Regions from separate parts of the Anas platyrhynchos genome. Here all the other regions are linked to region 1. Evidence: chromatin contacts called from public Hi-C data. All regions are on one chromosome and are shown on one strand. Each heading gives the region's core, a stretch centred on a gene start, on an enhancer-like site or on the middle of the called end of the contact. The rest is flanking DNA. Distances are from core to core; before and after follow the strand shown. Region 1 has its middle 17 kb from the start of S1PR1. Region 2 holds the start of EXTL2 (exostosin like glycosyltransferase 2). Region 3 overlaps DPH5 (diphthamide biosynthesis 5).

Region 1 (3,362 bases), core at 506-3,005:
CATGCAACAGAAAAAATGACAGAAAAGTCATCCAATATATTGCTGTGACTTCAATCACAAGTATACAAAGACATCCTGAAAAAGCATTTAGCTTGTTTGTGAGGACCTCTGTGGGCAAGGACTTGCAAGTTCTCCAGGCCGTCTATCCGAAGCACTTTGCTCTCCTTACCGCTAAAAGTGCCTGAAATTCTGTTTTTGCAATTTAAGTCCATCTACTTTGCCTATTTTTTCTTGTGGAAGATTCCTCTGTACTTAAAAGAGAACCCTTGTTCTCTTGTGCCTTCGAGTAACTGATCCCAGGTAATGTAATCATTCCCCAAAGATTTTTTTTTTCTTCTAGTCCTCAGAGATGTTTTTTTTTTTTTTTTTTTTTTTTTCTAGATCTCAAGTGACTTTTTTTTTTTCCCCCTCTGTAATGTCTTTAATTGGATATTATTTGTATGGGAACATGCATATAACATTTTAAAGAATAATCTAAAAGGTCTTGCAGCCTTGAACAGGTAGTGTTCCGCACACCAACCAATGATATCTTAGTGAAGACAGTATGTTAGTGGTTTGACAACAATTGCTGAATATGACCTTGTTAGCAAACAATAGTGCTGAGGGCATGCAGGGTTGTTCCTCATGTTGCAGACTGTTGTTGTATCAGCTTACCAAACAAACACTGTTGTAAGTGTCAGTTCAGGTGGCTAAAAACAGTGGAGACAGCTTTCTGATAAAAGCAGAACCAGTGCTCCTAGCTCTATTTGGATTTGTGTTTAGGGATTTACAGGTTCTTCTCAGGCCTTGCTAGAGAAAAATTAAGAAATTCTGTGTGAGTGTAAGTGATCTGTGTCTTATTTTACATTTTGCTTGTGGCCCCTCACCAGTAAAGATTTCAGATAATTTGTTCAGTCGGCTCAGCTCATGGCAGCGTAGCAAACTGGAACTTTTCTGTAGTTGTTTTATGCCATGAAAATCTGTTTCAAAATCACATTCTGCTGTGACTGCTGCGAGCAATGGAAAGTGTTTTCCTGCAGCTGTGTGCTCTGTGCCTTGCCGCTGCAGTCCTGTCAGCTGCCCGCATTGTGTTAGGGCGCGCTGACACCGGTGTCCCCACAGTGACTGGGCTGGGGGGGCTCCTTCAGGATCCAGCAGTGGAAAAGCTTCAGGATCTCCCCCTTGCTCTGCTTCGAGTCTTTTCCACTTCTCGTTTCACGTGAAAAAGTGCTTGCTTGGTATGGCAGAACTGCCAGAAAGGGGGTGCTTACACCGTATTTATTTTTTTTTTGGGTGGAGGGGGAAGGAGTGGAGGGAAGTTCATTGCCATCCTGGGGCAAGGAGAATGCTCATACCCCCAGAACTGCGTTTTCCTGGGAGCCTGTGGTCCTTGTCCCATTGCTACTGTGTCCCCCATTTCTGCTGTGTCCCTGCCTTACCCTCCCACATACTCTGTGCTTCCTCTGCACACAAGGCTCAGCTTGACCTTCCTGAGTTACCAACAGGCCCATTAACACGCCCAGCCACAAAGACCAGCTAATTACTGCGCCTGTGATTAGGTAACAGGTAACGAGCAACGAAGGAGCTCGCTCCCGAGCTCGGCCCCCTCGCAGGTCGCCTCACACCACCCGCGCCCTGGCCCTGACAGGATCTCGGGCACCAGGCGCTCACAGCCAGGCCTGAGAGGCGGCGGCCGCCCCCTGCTCTTCAAACACGCCGCCAGGCCCCGTGCAGAGGGAGGGAGGAGACGTGTCGGTAGGATGAAGGCTTCTGGCAGGGGCTGGGCGGCCATCTAGCGGCTGCCCTGCAGGCAGGCAGCCCTGGCAGAGGCGTTTCCTGAAGCACTGGGGGGCAGCGGGGGCTGCGCTGCTCCTGCTCGGGCGCGGGGCTGAGGGTCGGTAACGCGGTGGGCAAGGACCTGCTGCAGTGTGGTCTTGGTCTCATGCGGTATTTTGGTAAAGAAAGCAGCATGGTACAACATCAAATGTACACACAGAAAGGATTTGAAGTTGTTTATCAGGGGAGTTTTGGAGCTTCTGTTCTCGAAGTTACAGCATTCAACGTTTCTGTTAATGACCTGTAAGGAACCTGCAGTCATTGCTGATAAAGTTTTGGTTTCAGCCAGACAGGGAGAATAGGGAGATGCTGAAGAAGACAGGTAACGAATGCCAAACACAGGGCTCGCTAGGCAATCTGAGTGCAAGCATCAGACTACAGAGATGGAAAGGTTTCTTGTGACTGCATGGGGAGAAAGCCTCAAAGGCACGGTCTGCAGCATCCCGTCTGTAGTGCAGAGAGATAAATGGAAAGGGAAAGGATGTGGGATGCCAAGGACATGTCTCTGGGTGCATGTGGAGACAGAACTGTGCCCACTTCTGTGTTCTGAACTGCCTGGGAAGCGCAGTGGCTATGGCAATTTCCTTAGCTAATGTTAGCTTCGTTTCCATGAACATCATGGTAAGGTGTAAGAGCATCATGTGCTATATGCCGTAATTCATACTGAAGTGTGTGCATATACACCTGCACAGGTGTACAGTGTGACTTGCAGGTCACACAGGCACAATAAAACAGTTTGTGTTATTTTATATACCAAATATCCACAGAAGAGAAGGTCTGCAACTAAAGATGGATAAGTGTAACGTTTGCTGTTAGTGTTCTGTTGGAATCTCCTTCCTTGTAAACAAAAACAAAACTTCAGTGAGAAAAGGCACATCCAACTAATGAGAACAACTTTAATTAATGTGCCTAATTTTTGGTCTAGCTGAGAGGAGTGAACAGATCTTTCATAGTCCCGTTTGGTAAAATTTTGAATAAGCTTAGAGATTCCCAGGTGGCTGTCATTCTTTCGGGTTAATTAATTACTGGTAAAAAAAGACAGGTTTTATTTATTTATTTATTGATCGTGTCACATATATTCCTTATAGCATTGACTATGATCAGCATAGATTAATTTAAAAGACCTTAAATGAACTTAGTGACCCAAGATAAATCTATTTGTTTGGCCAGCTAATAGCTTTCTGCTCATATAATGACTCTGACCGTAGAGTTCCCTTGTTCTCCTGTGACACTTCCCACTGCCGTCAATGCACATTTCTTGTGTTCTAAAGAAGGTCACCAGCTTTTAAAAAAAAGCTGAAAGCATCAGAAAAAGAGAGACAAGAACAGAAGTAGCCATATGTATGCTGAAGCATGGTTTAAATTTTAGGGACAGATTTTTGATGGAAAACATGGCCAAAAATACAGGTGGAATATAGATAGAGTTCATGGAGTCTACAGTGAACTTGAGTATGGAGAAATACTATAAAGAACTTAAAAATGTTACTGGACTTTTCAGTTCCTAAATTGCCTTCTGGAAAGACAGCTAGAGGAATGTTCTTAGTACA
Region 2 (3,362 bases), core at 628-3,127, 110 kb before region 1:
GAATCGTGCCAGATGAAGCAGTGTAGGGATGTGGGAACATCAGAAGCAGCTGTTCTGAAATCCAGAATCCAGCAGAAACTGGAGGCGTCAGAGGCTAGGTGCTGTGTGTTAGCTAACTGCAGGGTTGGGGTGCGGGGGTCAGCCTAATATAAGGCAGGGGTTTCTGGATCCTCCTGCTTTTGGAACTAAGTGGGAGCTCTTACAAAGCAGCTCCTACAAAGGCAGCCTTGATTTTCACCTCTTGAGCAGTATTCCCAATTCTCCAGACCTTTATAAATTGTAATGTCAGCGAGATCTACTGATCGCTGCATTCCATGGGCTGCACTTCAAATGATGTGTGATCCACACCTGTTCCTTCTCTCTACTAGCAAGATGGGTATGCACTGGATAAAAGATAAAGAATCTAAGCTTACTGCTAAGTAGTTATTCAACTACAAATATCAGGTGTTACTCCATTAGTATGTTCCAGGCTTTCAGCTGGAAACTCCGGTTAAATTGAATGATGCAGGACAGTCTTATCAATTAAAATTTTTGACAGACTGTTTTTTCACAGAAGCTTTGATTTTTCCAACCCCCCAAAGCTCATATATTGTGCTTGAAGATACGAATATAAATTACGTAGTCTAGAAAACCCTTCAACTTACCTCATTGTTGCCAGGTAAGATTGTTTTCTCCCCTGTTGTTTTTACAGGACAGTCGTTTGTGATCCTTGAATCTGATGGAGAGTAAAAGGAGTCTATAACTGAAGATCAACAGTTAGCCCACATGCTACCACCATCTTTCTGTAAATTACCGTTCCTGTTGATTACCAATTTATGTGCACATTCTTGGCAATTATCCAATCCCTTTTGCTATTGCTCGCTGAGTAATTATCTCCGCCTTTCAATGAAATCTCCAGGAACAAATTATTACATTAAACCAATTGCTTAGAAAGAAAACACAGCACTCCCCCCCACTACGGCAACATCTCTGTATTCTGTCCTTAGGGTCAGGCAGAGATGCAAGCAGATCTCCAGAACCTCACGCTCCATTACAAAGTTTACCAATCACCACTAAAATGCATCATTTGGCTACCATAGTCAAGCAAGTAGTCCTGCTAACAGATCTGTTCTGGCTCATCCCCTTCAAGCTTTCCTTCACACAGCTTACCAATTGCATCAGAGGCACATCTGGTGTTTTTGAACTACCTGGTCTGTCAGGTAGAGAAGGGAAGGCAAATACAAGTGTAAGCACAAAAAGGAAGCATGCACAAGATGCAGGACAGCAACCTAAGCAAGCTGCGTAAGTCTGAGTCCCAGTTTTATCCCTGACTTATTTTGTGATGCTAGCGAAGTCACTGAAGCTGTTTCCAGAAATTAATCACTGGTTTTGGTTGCTTCATTTCAGGTCATGCCTGACTGGTAAAGAGGATGGACGAGCAGCAGGAGCTGCTCAGCACTTCTTAACTCCAGCATATCTTGGCCGTATCTGCTTGGTCATACGTGATTTTGTAAAGGTGAGCCTCGTATAAAGGTGAGCCTCACAGAAAGGTGAGCCTCACATAAAGGTGCGCCTCACATAAAGGTGCGCCTCAACCGCTCTTCCCCCAGCTGCCACCCAGCCGTGACAGTCCCGCCGCTTTTACCAACCAAGTTACGAACCTGCAGCGTGCCGCTGCCCGCAAACATACCCCACCTGCAGCGAGCACCTCTTCAGACCCAGACGGAGGGAAATAAGAACGGTGAGCCGAGGCGCGGCGCTTCCACCCTGCTGTTTGAACAGAAATGACCCTGACAGGGGGCCGGCCCCCCCCGGCTGCGTCCCGCCAGGCCCCGCTGCAGGGCCCGGGCCGCGGCGCCAGCCCCGGCAGCGCGCGGGGTGCGCAGGCGCGGTGGGGCCGGAAGCGGGGCTGGGGAGGGGCGGGGAGCGCTGCGCCGCGCTGCCGGGCCCCGCCGGCCCCCTCCCGGCCCCGCCGTGCCCGGCCCGCACCGCCCCGCACCATGCTGCCCCTCTCCATCAAGGACGACGAGTACAAGCCGCCGCGCCTCAACCTGCTGCGGAAGGCGTCGGGCTGGTTCAGGTGAGGGCCGGGGAGGTGGGGGGGGGGGGGGGGTGAGGCCGGGGCTGTGGCCGAGGCCCCCGCCCTGACGCGCCGCGTGTCCCCGCGCAGGTCCATCCTGGCCGACAGGACCTCCCGCAACCTCTTCTTCTTCCTCTGCCTCAACCTCTCCTTCGCCTTCGTGGAGCTGCTCTACGGCATCTGGAGCAACAGGTACCGCCGGGGGGGGGGGAGGGAGGCTGCCACGTCTGCTGCCGGCCGGGCCGGGCCTGGGCTCGGCTCCGCTCCGCCAGAGCCCCCGGCGGGGTTGGCGGCTCCACAGGCGCCCGGCCTCGCAGGGAGCCCCGGGGGCTCTGCCCGCTTGCCACAGGGATCCTTTGGGGATGGCAGCTTGTAAGTGCTGGGTGGCATAACCGGCACTGCGCCGACTGTCCCGGCTCTGAGAGAAACGGGAATGAAAGCCTCCAGGTGTAGAAAAGCAGCATAAATCCGCAGAGGTGTAAAAGATGGAGGGACTTGGTTAAACTGCTGCTGAAAAAATCTGTAGTAAAACATAACCGGGACACGTGAAGGAACTGCTGTGTGGGGTTACAGGTAGAGAACAGGTAACGTGGCATCTTCATCACGTGCTTTGCTCTCAACAGAGGTGTTATTCTATGGTGACATTTATGAGTCCATACACACATCAGTTGACTGCCATGGGAATGTCTTAAGCCCAGCAATTTGTCCTTGTGCGTGGAACCAGAGATCCTTATCAAAAGCTGTAGTATGGGCACAGATTACTCAGACACTTGATTAAAAGTCCTAATGAGCAATGTCTGTTTGGAAACAGTTGCATCCTACTACTTACCATACTTTTCTAATTCTCTCAAATGGTACAATCAAGTCTTTAACACTGTTTACAGTAACAGCTACTGTAATGCTAGTGAGAACCCAGTGCTGTCTGCAGCACAGACTCTCTTGGCACTCTGCAGACTGTCTCAGATGTTCTTCTTCAAGGTTTGACTTTGTTGGTAAACTTCTGCAAATTGTGTGTGGACTATTGTATGCGTAGTCTGAGTAAGAGTATTTTTCTGAAAAGCTCAGGAGATGGGAAGATTTTTTTCTAAATGGTTCAGGTATAGACAACTGTATGTTCATATGTATTTGGTTTGTTTTAAGCATAATAATTTTTTGTTAGTGCGAGGAGGAATGATATATCTAACAGAAAAGGTCCCATATCTGATGTAACTAAACAAAGACACTGAAGTGAAACTTGCCAGAAATGTGACACTGAAGAATTGAGGTTACTGGAACTGCAAGAACTCTCTTATTCGTATTAGGT
Region 3 (3,362 bases), core at 489-2,988, 80 kb before region 1:
ATACAGCACAGATTCCCTACAAACCTCCCAGTTAGCTTTCTGTGTAGGTAAATCTTAGTTTAATTAGAAAATTCTGTAAACTTTATAGCAACATTTTAGCTTTTACAGGAAAACGGAATATGGCTTACATTGTTTTATATGTTAACTACAAAGAAAGCAATGTGATTTCATGCATGTGATTTTACCTAAAGGTAGTGCAAGTTTCACAAATTTCAAAGTAGCTGAGATGAATAAAAATTACTCAATTACTAAGTATTAAAATGGCAGGCCTATTTGCTAAATAAACTAAATTTAACTAAATGCTAGCATGTTTAAGCACACCAAGGTATATGGGACTAAATTCTTGGGAATTAATTCTTAAATGATGAATACATTGTGATCACAGAAGGTAAACCCGTACAGCTGATGGGCAGAGATTACATCACTCCCATGCAGGAACCTACTTTCGTTAGCACTTCCGTCCTGTCCCAATCAAAATTTAGACAATCTTCTCTTATGGGAAAAAGGGGGGAGGGGACAGGCAGGGAAGGAGGTCAGGTAAGACTGAACATCTGCAATTTTGTGAAACTCCAGTTGCCCACAATCTCTCCAAGAGACCATCAAATGTTATCTGTATTCAAATGCCTGAAAAATATCAGTGAAAACGATACATTTTAAAAGTATTGCTTAAGTTCATGATCAGCCCTTAAACCAAGGTAACCGAAGAGTGTGGTTTAAAATGCAAATCTCCAAGATTATTAGTGCCTAGTTTACCAAATTGCTTTTCTGTCAATGAAGTTGCTTTGAAATCAGAAGTGTATCAGCACTGATCTTTTTATATCGTTATTTGCTTACCTGGTACTCTAATCTAGTTGGATAAGCAATCAATACACAGACCAGAACAACCAAATTGCATTAAGGGACTGATTAGCTTAGGAATTAGCAGTTTTCAGCTGTGAGCTACAATGAGAGGTGGGTACTATGGTTGTCCCTGAAGCATGAGATTTGATTTCACTATTTCCAATTTTTTTCTCTCTTACTACTGCATAAAGAAATGAAACACAAAAAGGGAGCACACAGAATTAATTATATACAAAAATCTAAAGAATACTTAGTTTTAATGTATTACTGTTGGAATAATCCTTGTTTCAAACACTTTGGAAGTCATCCTTCTTTAAAACAATTAACAGAATTCTGGTATATAGACAAGTTTGAAAACAAACAACTTTCAAGGCATTGGAAAGTTTGATGTGCAGTGATGCTTACACATTTAAATTGTTTCCTGCTCAGGATTCCTCCAGTTACCTCAGAATTTGTTTTTACTTAAAATATTAATGTACTGAGAGTTCCCACCTGTGTCTGAAAGATGATACAGAAAAGTATGTATATATACAAATATATAAGCTCCATATATTTTGCACACTGGCAATTCCATGATCTTTAAGGATTTACCTAGACTAATAAAGTTACTCAGAAAATGGCTTTCAGCCTAGGATTGTTGGGTGGGATAAAGATCAGACAGCACCATGGGGGAGCCTGAGGATAGCACTCAGCTAGGAGCTGTGTCAGACCCAGGGTCAGCAAGAATTTTTACAATACTGAAGCTTCTCACATGACAATCACCTTTGCCAAAACACCACCAGATGAGGTAATTAGGAAAGGGAGTATCACCCCACCTCCCTGAAAGTCAAATGTGTTGAGCTCTAACTTAATTAAGTCAATAAAAGACAGCTGCTAGCCACTGCAATCTGACCTGGATCCCGAGCTAGATGTAGCTTAACATCACATTGATCTTTATAGCAACCAGAGGCCTCCTGCTCCTGTGACTTCTACAAAGGTGTAATTTCTTACAGATTTTCTGAAGAGGAATTAAGAAATTCATGGGCAGCGTAGCATGAACAGTGGCTGAACTGATTCTAAGTACACATACACTGGAGTTCCAATTTTGGTATATTTTTAAAGATCTCTGTTATCTAACCTCTGTTTAATCACAGACTTCATCTCATGCCTTTCACTATTGTATCTGGCCCCTGGTGATGACGATAGCTAAGGTACCAGGACAGCTGCTGCTTACCAAGCAAGCACAGTGTGTGCATTCCGTTCTGCCTGTTCTTCTTGATCTTGTCAAAAAAACTTTCTGGCTTCCATGTATCTGTCCAGAAAACTATAGAAACCGTCTCTCCAAAATTGTACAACTGTAAAAACAAAAAACATCCAATGACACACATCCACAGTCAATTCCAAAAATGCTATTAGTAGTACAGCACACAAAAAAAATATAAAAACAACAAATTGACAACACTGTGAAGTCCTGAGCATAGTGAAGAAGTTAGTTTTGGGAGTGCTCCTATGAGACACTTGTTTGGTCTCTCATAAATAAAACAAAACATTGCATTAAATAAACAAGATCTCTCACTCTATCTCTTGATTAGTTCTACTGCATTCCTTTTCACTCCCTTCTTTCTAAGAAAATCTGTAATTAGTGAACTGTTTTTTCTTCTTTGTAACATAGGCGTGTTGCTCTTTTAGTCTCCAAGCAGTAAAGCGTGTTAAAGACTGACTAATAAGCTACCCGTAACATTTTTACCTATCTTGGCATTTCCCTTTCCAATGTATGATAACTTTCAATCTACCTTCTATTCTTTGTTACTTAATTCTGAAGGCAAATTTGTCTTAGAGGCAAAAGCTCTAAGATTAGCACCAAAACTCTTATTTATTATTTCTTATTTTGGTTAAGGTAGGCAACTTCTGGTAAAGCTGTAATACTTAAAATGTTTTCCTAAGCTTTGATTCTACTGCCATGGTAGGATTTCTATTAAAACAGCACCTTCCTACAGACAGAAGCTGTGCCATGCAAAAGCAGTTACCGTCTAAAGAGATAGTTGAGATGGAGATCTGAAGACAGAGACAAATTGTACCTAAAGCAGAGAGGTGCAGAATTGTTTATATGCACGTAGGGTAAGAACACTGCCAGCAGGTTCTGTGTAAATGTGCTCGCTGCCTTTACTCATCCCTGACCTTGCTGAAGGCATTTGAAGCAATGCTCTTGCCAGTCATATCCAGTGATGCAAAACAGAAAATTAGATGTAACCTAAAGCAGAATTTGGCTTGAAAGTTTTTATAAAACAACTTGAAAATGGGCAAAAGCATGCGTCAATTTTGGTCAATTCAGCTCTGGAATGGGGCCAACCAAGATGGATTTTACAGCTTGCCAATGTTCTGCCTGCTCAAGCCTACCAGAGAAACCATCATCATACAGACTGTCCTCCCCACTTTGTTTAAACCCAGAAGGCAGAGCAGCTTTTTCCAGCCCACTACGGGAGGCACCATGTACACTGTTAGCAGAAAAGAAGACCCTACATATAAGTAGCTCTGGCAGCTTT

The links. Hi-C and Micro-C count contacts between places; a contact is called where the count stands out from the background.
Region 2: a contact with region 1 is called in a Hi-C map of subcutaneous adipose tissue, with 2.4 times the contacts expected there. The contact joins the promoter of EXTL2 here to the enhancer-like site in region 1. A contact is called at or near these places in 4 of 8 Hi-C or Micro-C datasets (liver, skeletal muscle, small yellow follicle and 1 more).
Region 3: a Hi-C map of small yellow follicle shows a contact between it and region 1, with 3 times the contacts expected there. The contact joins two enhancer-like sites. A contact is called at or near these places in 2 of 8 Hi-C or Micro-C datasets (skeletal muscle and small yellow follicle).

The regions. Positions count from the first base shown.
Region 1 is chr8:10,925,611-10,928,972 of IASCAAS_PekinDuck_T2T, forward strand. No RefSeq gene overlaps it. Among named protein-coding and RNA genes, the nearest start is that of S1PR1, 17 kb to the left of the region's middle. Within about 2 kb of position 1,756, at least 3 of the 8 cell types and tissues checked have an H3K27ac peak or open chromatin away from gene starts, as enhancers often do. A contact at or near this core is called in subcutaneous adipose tissue, where this site is marked.
Region 2 is chr8:10,810,696-10,814,057 of IASCAAS_PekinDuck_T2T, forward strand. EXTL2 (exostosin like glycosyltransferase 2) reads right to left here and starts at 1,878. Exons shown (of 5, transcript XM_005018760.6): 1 at 1,675-1,878; 2 at 645-715. The coding sequence starts at 649. SLC30A7 (solute carrier family 30 member 7) reads left to right here and starts at 1,882. Exons shown (of 11, transcript XM_027462589.3): 1 at 1,882-2,059; 2 at 2,150-2,251. The coding sequence starts at 1,980.
Region 3 is chr8:10,845,568-10,848,929 of IASCAAS_PekinDuck_T2T, forward strand. It overlaps DPH5 (diphthamide biosynthesis 5), which reads right to left. Exons shown (of 7, transcript XM_027462593.3): 4 at 2,054-2,174. Among named protein-coding and RNA genes, the nearest start is that of DPH5, 15 kb to the right of the region's middle. Within about 2 kb of position 1,739, at least 1 of the 8 cell types and tissues checked has an H3K27ac peak or open chromatin away from gene starts, as enhancers often do.